Regions from separate parts of the Mus musculus genome. Here region 1 is linked to region 2. Evidence: chromatin contacts called from public HiChIP or PLAC-seq data. All regions are on one chromosome and are shown on one strand. The core of a region is the stretch at or near the end of the contact, and the rest is flanking DNA. Distances in the headings are between cores, read along the strand shown.

Region 1 (5,731 bases), core at 1,722-4,221, 330 kb after region 2:
AGATTTTCTATCACTGTTTATGGTAATCTCTGCAGATACATCCATAGGCCAGCCTGGTCCAGACAGCTCCTCATTGATACTTCTTTGCCTTTGCTGGGTGATTCTAGATTATGTCAAGCTGACAATTAAAATGTCACAGGATAAAAGCATGTATTGATTTTATTTCTTCCCTTCTGGGTCTTCTTACAGTCCAGACATGGGAATGACTGTTGTTTCCTCGGGAGATTAAAGTCAGGAACAAGAGCCAGCATCGGTTTTCCTACACCAAATAGCACAGTGTGTGAAGGGCTTGTTAGTAACAAAGGGGGACTAGATGTTGGCTGCCTTGGGAAGGCAGCTGATTGATTCTGAGATTAGAGGTTGAAGCCAGATTGGAAGGGTATTGCACATCTTTCTAAATGTGTTGAGAGTCATCAGTAGTGTTTTTTTTTTTTTTTACCAGAACTTTGTGTGAGACTTTGAGTCTATAGCCATGGTTACAAAGGTATTTGTTGGTCCTGGAATTAAAATGAGTATATTGGGTATATTGGAAGAACATAATTAGCTTCATTCATGAGAGGTGATTGCAAAATACTTATTTTATTAATGGCAACCAGTCTTCACACTTCCCTGAATCCACACTCTGTTCACCATGGGACTTGGAAGTGTCTCCCCTTTGTGGGCAGAGCTTTCTCCCTCCTAGGTATGGCCACAGGCTCTAGCAATCCTTCAGCTTCTCATGTGTATAATCTGCTTAAGAAGCATCACATGGTGGCATTGTCAGAGTTTCTGGTATCATCCTACTTCATGGAAAGTGTTCTGGCCCTATTGACTCTCTCTCTTTCTCTCTCTCTCTCTCTCACACACACACACACACACACACACATTTGATGAAAGTTTATTTCACTCTCTGAGCCTTTGACTGCCATTACTGTTTATTATATATCGTCAGACCTTAAAAAGCATGCTCGGCATAGGAATCCACTGAATCAGGCATTGAATAAATCCCATAAATGTAATAATGATTGCCTATGGAGAGGCTAGGCCAACAGGCTTGGTGCCAACAAGCTGATGCCAATGTCAGCACAGAAACATCAACTCTAATACAATGCTATTGATATCAATGGTTTAGTATTAGAGTAATATCATTGGCACCAGTTGAAAATGGACCTGCAATCAATCGGTTATCTGACCCCCCTGGCTCAGAACTACTCAGCCCGTGTCTTATGAGTACTGAAGCCTGTGGTAAGTCTGCATATGGGGAATACATAAGCATTCAATGGTACTAATGGAATCCATGCTTTGTACCATTTCTTCCAAGCAATTATTTTAAATTTTGCTTATTTTAAATTTAATAAATCAGTATAGCACGATATGTCATGGGGAGGCTGGGCTTTTCTCATTTTAACCCACATGTGCTCTCAGTTCTGGGACAAGAAATATAATTTCATGCATTTCTACTGGTTGTTGTTGTTGTTGTTGTTTTAATTTTCTCATGGAAGCACAATGAGATGCTAGCCCTGGTGTACTTACTAAATTTATTACAGAATTCCTTTTCATCTGGCACGTGACTCTCATGTTCACTTGCCAGCTTGGCCCTGGCTCCGACTTTAGACTATCTCCTAAAAGCTTTCATATTTTCATGAGAATGGCACAGTCACAGATGAGCTGGACTTGAACAAGACATAAAACAGATCTTCAGTCTAACTCAGCACGACATAGCACTGCTGTGCTGCTGCTGTGAGTCACGTTAGTGGAAGGATTTAGGCAGGTAAGTCCTCCATAAAAATTCTTCTCGTGCTCTTCAGCTCCAGGATGCTGGATTTTAAGAGTAATTGTGATATTTTTCCAAGATCTAGATTTAAAACTCTGTGTCTAATATTGGTTTTGAAGGGCATTTGCCCAGTGGCCTACTTCTGATTTAGGAGTAATTCTAGGTCATGAGCATTGCCGTAATCCATCATTGAACTTCTCTAGGACAGAGACCCCTACATGCATCCTAAGGCTGGTCCAGTTCTTAATCTCCATTCTTTTCTTACATGGTATGGATATCACATTCTCTTTGCTCTTCCACACAACTGTATTATCTCTATCTCATTTTACATATGCCCTTAAATACTTTAGGTAAATTTCCCTGTTGTCATCATTGGAGATTTAATGATGGGCATAAGATATAAGAGTCTGTGTTCCTCCACCACTGAAGAGATGCACCAATGTAAAGGTCCTTCACCATCACCATACTTATAAGTAACCATGAGAACACAAGCTCCAGAAAAAACAGTGAGAAGGTTTAAATGGAAAATGAAATGTTAGAAACTCACATTTTTGATAGATTTAAAATTGTGTGGGAGAGGGAAAGGCATCAACAAAACTTTAGCGAATATCAATTAAATTATTTCACTGCAGTGATCAGAGAAAGAAAGAAAACAAAGACACCTAAGGCATCAAAAATGTTCTTTAGTGATTGAGCCCCAGAAAGAAAGGAAAGAGAATTTCCTTGAAGAAATAATGGATGAAAAAAACCAAATGTGATCAGAGCAGTGATACATAAGACCCCAGTTCAGCAGACCTCAGAAGGGTAAACAACAAGGTCAAGAAAGCCATGCTGAGGTATTGTCACAATCAAATTATTGAAAACTGAAAATACGAGGTGAGAATTCCACACCAGCTCAACTGAACTGTAAAAACACAAGATGACATCTACAGCTGAGGGGACTTGTAGCTGAGGAGAAGGAGGAACCTCAGGAATGTCATGTGTGTCATTAAATACTGAAAGGGAGTCTTTGTTTAGCATTGTAAAATTTATATAGATGAGAATAAACAAAAATAAAATATTAGGGTGCGTTTTACAACACACACACAGACAATAAAAAGTCCTCAGATTTAGTGTGGCCATGACATTATTTATGACTCCGGTCTCTGTTGACCCTAATGATGACTCAGTCTGTGTTGACTGTGATGTGATGACTTGTGTCTCTGTTGATTGTGACAAAGTGACTCAGGTCTCTGTTGATTGTGACATGGTGACTCAGATCACTGTTGACCATGAGGGGATGACTTGGGTCTCTAATGATTCTGATGTGATAACTCAGATCTCTGTTGACTGTGACATGGCGATTCAAGTCTCTATTGATTGTGACATGGCAACCTGGGTCTCTGATGATTGTGACATGATAAATTGGGTCTCTGTTGATTGTGATGTGATGACTTGAGTCTCTGTTTATTGTGACATGGTGACTTGTGTCTATGTTGATTGTGATGGGATGACTCAGGTCTCTGTTGATGTTGACATAGTGACTCGGGTCTTTGTTGATTGTGACATGGTAACTTGGATCTCTGTTGATTGTGAGATGATGACTCAGGTCTCTGTTGACTGTAACAAGGTATCTCAGGTCTTTGTTGATTGTCACATGATAACTTTGGTCTTGTTTGATTGTGACATAGTGACTGGCATCTCTGTTGATTGTGACATGATAACTCCAGTATCTGTCTTGCTTTTGGGCTACTCACTCCATTTGTTCTTACTGACTTTCTTTCTAAGATCACATTTTCAGTCTTTTCTATTACCTTTTATATCCATAATTGCTTGCATCATTTTTTATGTCTCCTCTGGGGATTAAAATGCATACTTTTAACCTCCCATACCCCAATTTGAATGACTATTATAATGCTTATGGGAGAAAGGTATTTGATAAAAGTCACTATTTCTCTATGACTACGTGTTGCTCCAGCAGATGACCTGGAGTTCCCAGGACTCACAAGGTGGCTCACTACTATGTGGAACTACAGTTCCAGAGGATCAGATACCTCCTCTTGGTCTCTGCAGATGTTGCATGGATGTGGTGCACAGACATACATGAAAGGAAAAATTCATGTACATAAAATAAAAATAAATAAATCAAGGACTGTAGAGATGGCTCAGCAGTTCAGAGCACTTTTTGTTCTTGCAGAAGATACAAGTTCCCCAGCACCCACGGTGGCTCACAGCTGTCCACAACTCCAGTGTCAGGGGATTCAGTGCCCTCTTCTGATACCTGCAGGTTCAGGGCACACATGTAGTGCATAAACATACTTGTGAGTAAAACAGCCATACACATAAAATAAAATAAATAGTTTAAAATACCTAAAAATAAATCTTTAAAAGATTCCTGAAATGTAGAAACTGGAAGGAAATTTCTCAATAATAAAATAAGAATCTTAAAATAACATCATGAAGCTAACATTATACAATGGTGAGAGAAATCTCTTCAGATCAGTAACAAAAGAAGACAGGTTTTGTCTTCATTATTTGCATTCAGATTGTATTGGACACTTAAGGAAAATGAAACAAACAAACAAAAAACCCAAAAATATAAAAATGGAAGGGAGTGTGTGGAGGTGAGGAGGAGTGGAAGGACAGTCTGCATGAGGAGAGACTGGGAGGACGAGGACTGATATTGGGATGTAAAATGAATAAATAAATAAATTTTTAAAAAGCAAAAACACCCCCCCAATAAAGGTCATAAAAATTAAGTAAGACCCTGTGATCACATCACAAAATTGTGTTAGTACTCAGGAATCCTCAAAACACTCTTAAGATGAATGAATTAGTCTAGCAAAGTCAAAAGGTCAAAGTCAATACAAAAAAAGGAATATATCTTTCTATAACACTAACCCATATTTTGAGGGCAACATTAAAAAATAGTTTCAGTGACAGTATTATCAACCAGCAAACTATTAAGAAGCAAATACCTAATATATCTGCTGCAGGATATTTGATTACCTTGTGAACCCCAAGATTGTATTATTTACTGGAAAACCAGTTGTGGTGCTCAGCCCTAACAATACATTTAATCCAAGAGCTTTCTGTTTATTTTAAACAGGATTAGATAAAGTCAGCCATACATCAACAGGCCAACCAAGCAACCAGGTGACAGAGAGTGAGCCTAGGAAAAACCATAGAGACTAAGAAGTCAGGAGGACAGACAGGCACACAGGAAGTAGAAGGGAAAGGCATTCAGCTTAAGGAGTTGTTGAGGCAACGAGAAGGAGAGACTGCTTTTCCCTTTGGGACATTGGCTGAGAACTGTCAACTGGGTTTTTTCTCTGCCTCTTTAAGCTATCAGGTTTTCACCCCAACATCTGGCTCCTGAGTCTTTAGTGGTAAAAATCAAATGTTTGATATTTTGTTTAGAACAAGTCCACTATATAAGTTATAAACTTTTCTGAAAGAATTTTAAAGTCCTAAGTAAGTAAAACATGTTTACAAATTCAAACACTGTCAAATTTCCTCACCATAAACAATTTAATTCTAGTCAATGGGAGTAGGTGCAAAAACTCATGGCCTGACATTAGGTGGAGAGTGAGTCTCTATTGAGTTCCTTCCTTCAGACCTCAGGGAACCCCAAGGAAGACAGGAAAGAAAGTCTGTAGGAGACAGAGGGGATGGAGGACATCAGGAGATCACAGCCCAGTGAATCTGCTAAGCAGGACTCATATGGGCTCCAGAGACTGAAGCAGCAGCACAGAGCCTGCAGGGTCTCTGCATATTTGTTACCTTGTTACCTTCTTACATATTTGTTACATTTGTTACCTTGCTAACTTTTGTTATTGTTAGACTCCTAACCGTGGGATTGGGTGTGCCTCTGACTTTTCCTCCTCTTGGGTAGCCTTGTTGGCTTAGGTGTGACAGCTTTTTCCTTGATGTACTGCACGTTCTGCTTTGTCCTGTTTGGTTGTTGTCTCTGAGAGGCCTGAACTTTTCTGAAGGGAA
Region 2 (5,940 bases), core at 2,177-4,676:
ACACATAGGTGGGAAGTATGTCATAATGTATACTTGCCTCTGATTGGATGAAGTCGATACATATGTAGCCTTGTGGGTTCTGCCCAAACTAATGTAACTAGCAACCATTTTCTGGGAATCCAAGGTATGGACCTGGCCAGTGTCCATTATCTTGGCAAGTGTTTAATTTGGTTTAAAAATTGTGATAGTGATTTTATTCTCTCCCAAGAGATCAACAAGCCAAGAAGGATTATCTATCTATCTATCTATCTATCTATCTATCTATCTATCTATCCATCTATCTCTATATCATTCTATCTATCATTCTATCTATCTATCTATCTATCTATCCATCTATCTCTATATCATTCTATCTATCATCCTATCTATCTATCTATCTATCTATCTATCATTCTATCTCTTTCTATCTATTTACATATATCATTCTATTATCTATCTATCATTCTATCTTATCTATCATTCTCTCTATCTTTCTATCTTCATCTATTATTCTACCTACCTACCTATCATTCTATCTATTATCTATCAATCAATCTATCATTCTATCTATCTATCTATCTATCATCTATCTATCTATCAATCTATCATCTCTCTCTCTCTCTCTCTCTCTATCCTATCTATCTAATCTAATTTATCTATATTTTGAGACAGGGTTTCTCTGTGCATCCCTGGCTGGAACTAACTCTGTAGACCAGGCTGGCCTTGAACTCAGAGAGATCCGCCTGCCTCCTGAGCACTTCAATTAAAGTTGTGTGCTACTGACACCCTGCCAAGTAGGGAAGTTTTAATAGAGTGTACAGAATTTTTATTATGGTGATAGGAACCTTATATTTTATCCAAGAGGTCAAGCCCTTCCATTTTCAAAACACCCATTAAAACCTCATTTAAAGGGGCTGGAGAGATGGCTCAGCAGTTAAGAGCACTATCTGTTCTTTCAGTGGTCCTGAGTTCAATTCCCAGCAACCACCTGGTGGCTCACAACCATCTGGGATCTAATCCTGTCATCCAGCATGCAGGCATACACGAAGATAGAGCACTCATATACATAAAATAAGTAAATCTTAAAAAAAACAAACAAACCCAAAAACCTCATGAAAAGACAGTGTTATTTGTGCAGTAAGCCGGAACCGGAAGTTGTAGGCAGAAGACTTCTCCAACTCACCAGTGCACTAAATCTGGGCTGAGATAGGGACACAGACTTGTGATATCCCGGTAGGTAACAACCTTACAGTAAAGCTCTTTGGCCCTGAAGGCTAATCAGGCTAGTGGATGGGTGGGTTATAGGGCTCTGTGATCTCAGCTGTCGCAGAGCATTTCATACAAAATCTCCTAAACCCATTGCAGGTTGATGTTGTCCTGAAAGAGATGGCCACACTATAGCTTTCCACACCTGCTTGGTTTTAAGCACTCCATGCAGGGTGCCCTACTCGGCACAGCTGTAACCATTGGAGTGCATTCGGAACCATTGAGAGTTTTCAACTGATTATGATTTGTGAATGTGGCTATCAGCTAGAATGGCTGGTTGGGAAGCCATGGAACGAAAGCTTGAGGAGAGCGCCATCTTGTGGACTTTACGTGTAGCATCGTGACTACATTGAGTTCAACTTAACTTGCTAGAAGTAAGTTTTTAAAACTTGGAAACAGAACCCATTTCAGCTGGATTCAACAGATCCCATGGAAGTGAAGGCATTGCGGTGGGAACTAGATCCTTGGAAGGCAGATCCAGGGTAGACCCGAGGTTCATTAGAACCTGCAATCTCTTCATTATTTCCAGCTGGCTTTATACACCCATCAGGAAGATAGATTGTTGCCCCAAACCACAATTTCAAATCAAATAGCGTTTTCATGTTGTGACTCAGCTATATAGAGAAAAAGCTTAAAGACTCTGGCCTCACTGGGTCACAGGTTAGTCATGCAGTTGGGTGAGTAGGACTCCATGGTCACCCAGCGCCTATCCCCCGTGATTGGGGGGACAGGAAACAGGGTAGGCTATGTTACCCCAGGAGGAGTGGTTGTAGTGAGAATATTTGCTGGGAAAGTGTGAAACCTTTAAAGAGTAACCCGTCCTGCTTTGTTCCAAAGGCCCAGCTTTTCCCCAGGCACGCTGTTCTGAAAGATCCTATCTTCCATTGTTTTCCTGAGGGCAACACAAGAGCTCACCCCCCCCACCCCCCCCCCTCCCGCCGCTGCCACCGAGGAGAGGACTCAAAGGCGCAGTGAGCTACTCAACAGGAGTCTGGGTTTTCAAGATGCTGTGTGTTCCCCAGGGGTCCAATACAGCATCCATTCCTGGTCCTCGAATCCGGGTCCACTAAGGAAAACTCTTGGGGTGGGAGTGATGGCTTCACAGTCAAAGAGCACTGGCTGCTCTTGCAGAGGACTGGGGTTTGATTCCTAGCGCCCACATGACAGCTCCCCACAGTCTGTCATCAGTTCTAGAGCACACTTCTCTCCTCTTCAGGCAACAGGTACATACCAATATGTGCAGGCAACACACACACACACACACACACACACACACACACACACACACGGGGGGGGGGGATAAAATAAATAAATCTTTAAAAAAAGAAAAAAATGACAATAAAGTCAATTTGTTTGGATAAATGTGTTTCGAGTTCATATGACAACATATCGTTGAAAAATCCCCAAAAGATTCCTGAAGGAGTCTTGCTTTATTGGGTCAAAGGTTTACAAGAGGTTCCCTCGTCTGATTTGTTGTTTCAAAGAATCAGCAATTTGAGACTCAAGTACCCAACAAGTATTGCTGTAGGGTCAAGGAACCTGCCCTTGACTTCTGTGTGTTTAAAGACGGGAGATATAGTCATAGTTCCATAGTACGCAGTATTATGGAGCTGGGATTGCGTCACAGACCACACACACACTTTGCTTAGAGCATTTACAGGAAAGGGTGTGTCTTTCATAGCTGGAGCTTTGAACTCTGAAGCCACTGACGTAGCAAACCTCATTGACAGAGGATAAGGAGCCTCCAGACTCAGGGGAACGATTTGGATTGATTTCAGATCAGAAGATACTTAGCAACGACTTGTCCAAAAATACGGGTCATTTTCTTCTGTGTGCTTATCACCATCATTATTTGCTTCCGTCTTTTGTACAAAGCAGAGTCTGGTCGGTGTGCCTGAAGGCCAATTTATCTCAAAGAAGAATATTCAAATCGATTTGCATCATTCAGTGCTAGTTTTGAAGCTCGTTGTCCTGTTGGCAATTCTAAAGCAATTTAAAGCAAAACCAAATGCGTTATCTTTAAAACATACGTTCAGTTTAATGATTGGGAGGGATGGATTGGCAGTGCACCGATGGAGGATGGGTTTCGACTTGCGATTAACCAGGCCTAGTTCTGATGTCACTTTTATTAGTGGAGTGACTTCTATCAAACTCCTTGACCTTTAGAGGCCTCTGTTTCGCCATCTGAGTAATTAGGGGGAATACAGACCTTTGTGAGCATTAAATAAATATGCAATAGTTTATCACAGAGCAAGGGTTCAATAAATGTTTACAATGAAAATCAGAACAAACACCGTTCCTATTTTATAGGCAGGAATTATGTGGTTAAAAATCTATTAATGACAAACAGAATATCGATTTAATGGCCGTTACTCATACTATTGATTACTGTGGTCTTCACTGGGGACCAGTGTCATCTGGGGTTGAGTACTGAGAACACAGAGATTAAAATTTTAAAAACAATTTATTATATCGAGTGTGGTGTTGGGGAGTTACTGACCTAGGAAAACACAGCTCGCTGAGCGGAGGGTTGACACGCGATAGGGTGGGGGCGCTGTTTCCTGCTGTAGCGGGCTTATCTCACCAGCAGATGGCGCTCCTCTGTCTGGCCCTTCAATGCCCCTTCCTTGTTCCTTTCAGGGGGAATATCACTCACATGTAGGAGTCACTGAGACAGTGTGGCTCAGTCGCTGCTTTCTTCCCCGAGGAAGCCTGTCTTCTGGAAGCTGGCAATTTCCCCGTAAATATAATTGGCAGGTCCCGTTTTTCACAGGCTCACCTTGGTCACTGCTACGTGTGATTCAGGACAATTTGTGGGAAAGATAGATGCCATTTATTAAACTTTTTCAAATCACAAAGTTCTGTTACACACCTTGGGGAACATTCTAAAAGCCCAACTAGAATATACCTCAGAGTCATTTATTGCAGGGGCAGTGTGTGTGTGAATGAGTGTGTGAGTGTGTGTGAGAGTGTGTGTATGTGTGTTTGTGTATGAGAATGAGTGTGTGTGTGTGAATGTGTGTTAAAAAAGCAACGTCATTTATTTACCAGTCCCCATGCCTCACTGATTGAAGGTCATTTGGACAGTATTAATGCTGATGCTGGGTCTGGGGGAGATGGTGGGCAAGACTGCTTCCTTCGCCACCACGAAGATTTGAGTATGAATCCGCAGTACCTGTGTGAATAGCCAGGCATGGCTGCATGCTTGTTACTACAGCATTAGGGAGCAGAAATGGGTGGACCCTGAGCGCGGTCTTGCCGTGGAAGCCTAGCTGACATTGGTAAGCAGAAGTCCTCAGCTAGGGAAATACTGATCTTCAGTGTGAAAACCATGTGTGTTTAGCATTTACTGTTAGAAGTATGAGCTATGTTAGGCACTTCCACTCTGGAGTTCCCTGGCTCTCTATTTCCACCATCGAATGTACTTTCTTTTTATTTATTTATTTATTTTTTAAATTTTCTTCGAGACAGGGTTTCTCTGTAGCCCTGGCTGTCCTGGAACTCACTTTGTAGACCAGGCTGGCCTTGAACTCAGAAATCCGCCTGCCTGTGCCTCCCAAGTGCTGGGATTAAAGGCGTGCACCACCACGCCCGGCCGAATGTACTTTCTTGTTTGGGCTTTGCATTCTCTTTCCTAAGCTATAAACTCTGTGGGCAAGGCAAGATCCAGATGGTTCAGTATTGAGAGAGTAAACTAGCGGACCAGTTAATATACGTTGAATTAGTGTTCTTATCAGGAATAAGTAAATATTCCGAGTAGAAAAAAAACCCCTTAGTTTCATAATTACTATGAAAACTTGTGTGAGTGTTTAGTAAGGAAAATACATTTACCAAACATGGAACAATATTTCCGAGACATTTAACACAGGAACGAAATGCTTAAGCAAGGCCCATCTGGAGCCAGTGTGGGCTTGAAGGAAATGGTTGCTTTTTACAACTTTGTGGTCTAAGGAAAAAGGTGGAGAGCATACACTTTTTGTTTTTATACAAATATTGTGAATGGGCAGTAGTTTTCTCCAAGGTAAAATGCAAAAGAAAATTACTGTAAGGACCGGGGACGAAGCTAGTGGCAGATTACGTGCCTCGACTGAGCAAGGCCTTGGTACCAGTCCTCTATACCACAAAAGGGGGTTAATTACATCTGAAGTCTCCCCAATCCGTTCTGTTTGTGTACATACTTGGGAAACTTTCAGTCGGAGGGAATTCAGCTGCCCATGAATTACCTGGTAGAGGACATGATGATGTAATGCAACAATTTTGCCAGTAGGTGGCAGCAGAAGATTTTTTTGAGTTAAAGAGTTCCCAACACTATTCTCGAAATAGCAGACCAACTTCGATAGAAGTTTTAGCATCGGATAAGCAAAAAGGAAGGAAAAAGACCAACCGACTTTCCCATAAGCAAAAGACAGATGGAAATACAGTTGCCATTTCAGCTGACAGCGTCCTGGAAAAGAAACACCCAGGAGGCTGCTAATTCGACAGAGCTTGTCTGTCTGGTGCAGCCTGGGTGTTGAAAGCCTATTCTGAAAAGACACAGGCCTGCAAAGTTCTGATGTAATGGAGAGTGGGCATGCTTTGCTAAAAAGTCAAGAGCTGCTTGAACGACTAGCTTTAAGGTAAACTATGATGCCCGAAAATTGCTAAATTGCTGTTTTGAAACGTACATAGTAATCTATTTGTAATTGGACAATTGGC

What was found. HiChIP or PLAC-seq counts read pairs in DNA pulled down with a chosen protein or histone mark.
Region 1: a contact with region 2 is called in a FOXA1 HiChIP or PLAC-seq map of pancreatic cancer cells. The contact joins two enhancer-like sites. A contact is called at or near these places in 1 of 484 Hi-C or Micro-C datasets (CD4 T cells) and 1 of 115 datasets of contacts at active chromatin or transcription factors (pancreatic cancer cells).

What each region holds. Positions count from the first base shown.
Region 1 is chr5:101,247,655-101,253,385 of GRCm38.p6, forward strand. No RefSeq gene overlaps it. Among named protein-coding and RNA genes, the nearest start is that of Gm36851, 11 kb to the left of the region's middle. Within about 2 kb of position 2,972, at least 15 of the 459 cell types and tissues checked have an H3K27ac peak or open chromatin away from gene starts, as enhancers often do. A contact at or near this core is called in pancreatic cancer cells, where this site is marked.
Region 2 is chr5:100,913,750-100,919,689 of GRCm38.p6, forward strand. All of the region lies in intron 1 of Gm36740 (a long non-coding RNA gene), which reads left to right. Among named protein-coding and RNA genes, the nearest start is that of Gm36793, 3.0 kb to the left of the region's middle. Within about 2 kb of position 3,427, at least 16 of the 459 cell types and tissues checked have an H3K27ac peak or open chromatin away from gene starts, as enhancers often do. A contact at or near this core is called in pancreatic cancer cells, where this site is marked.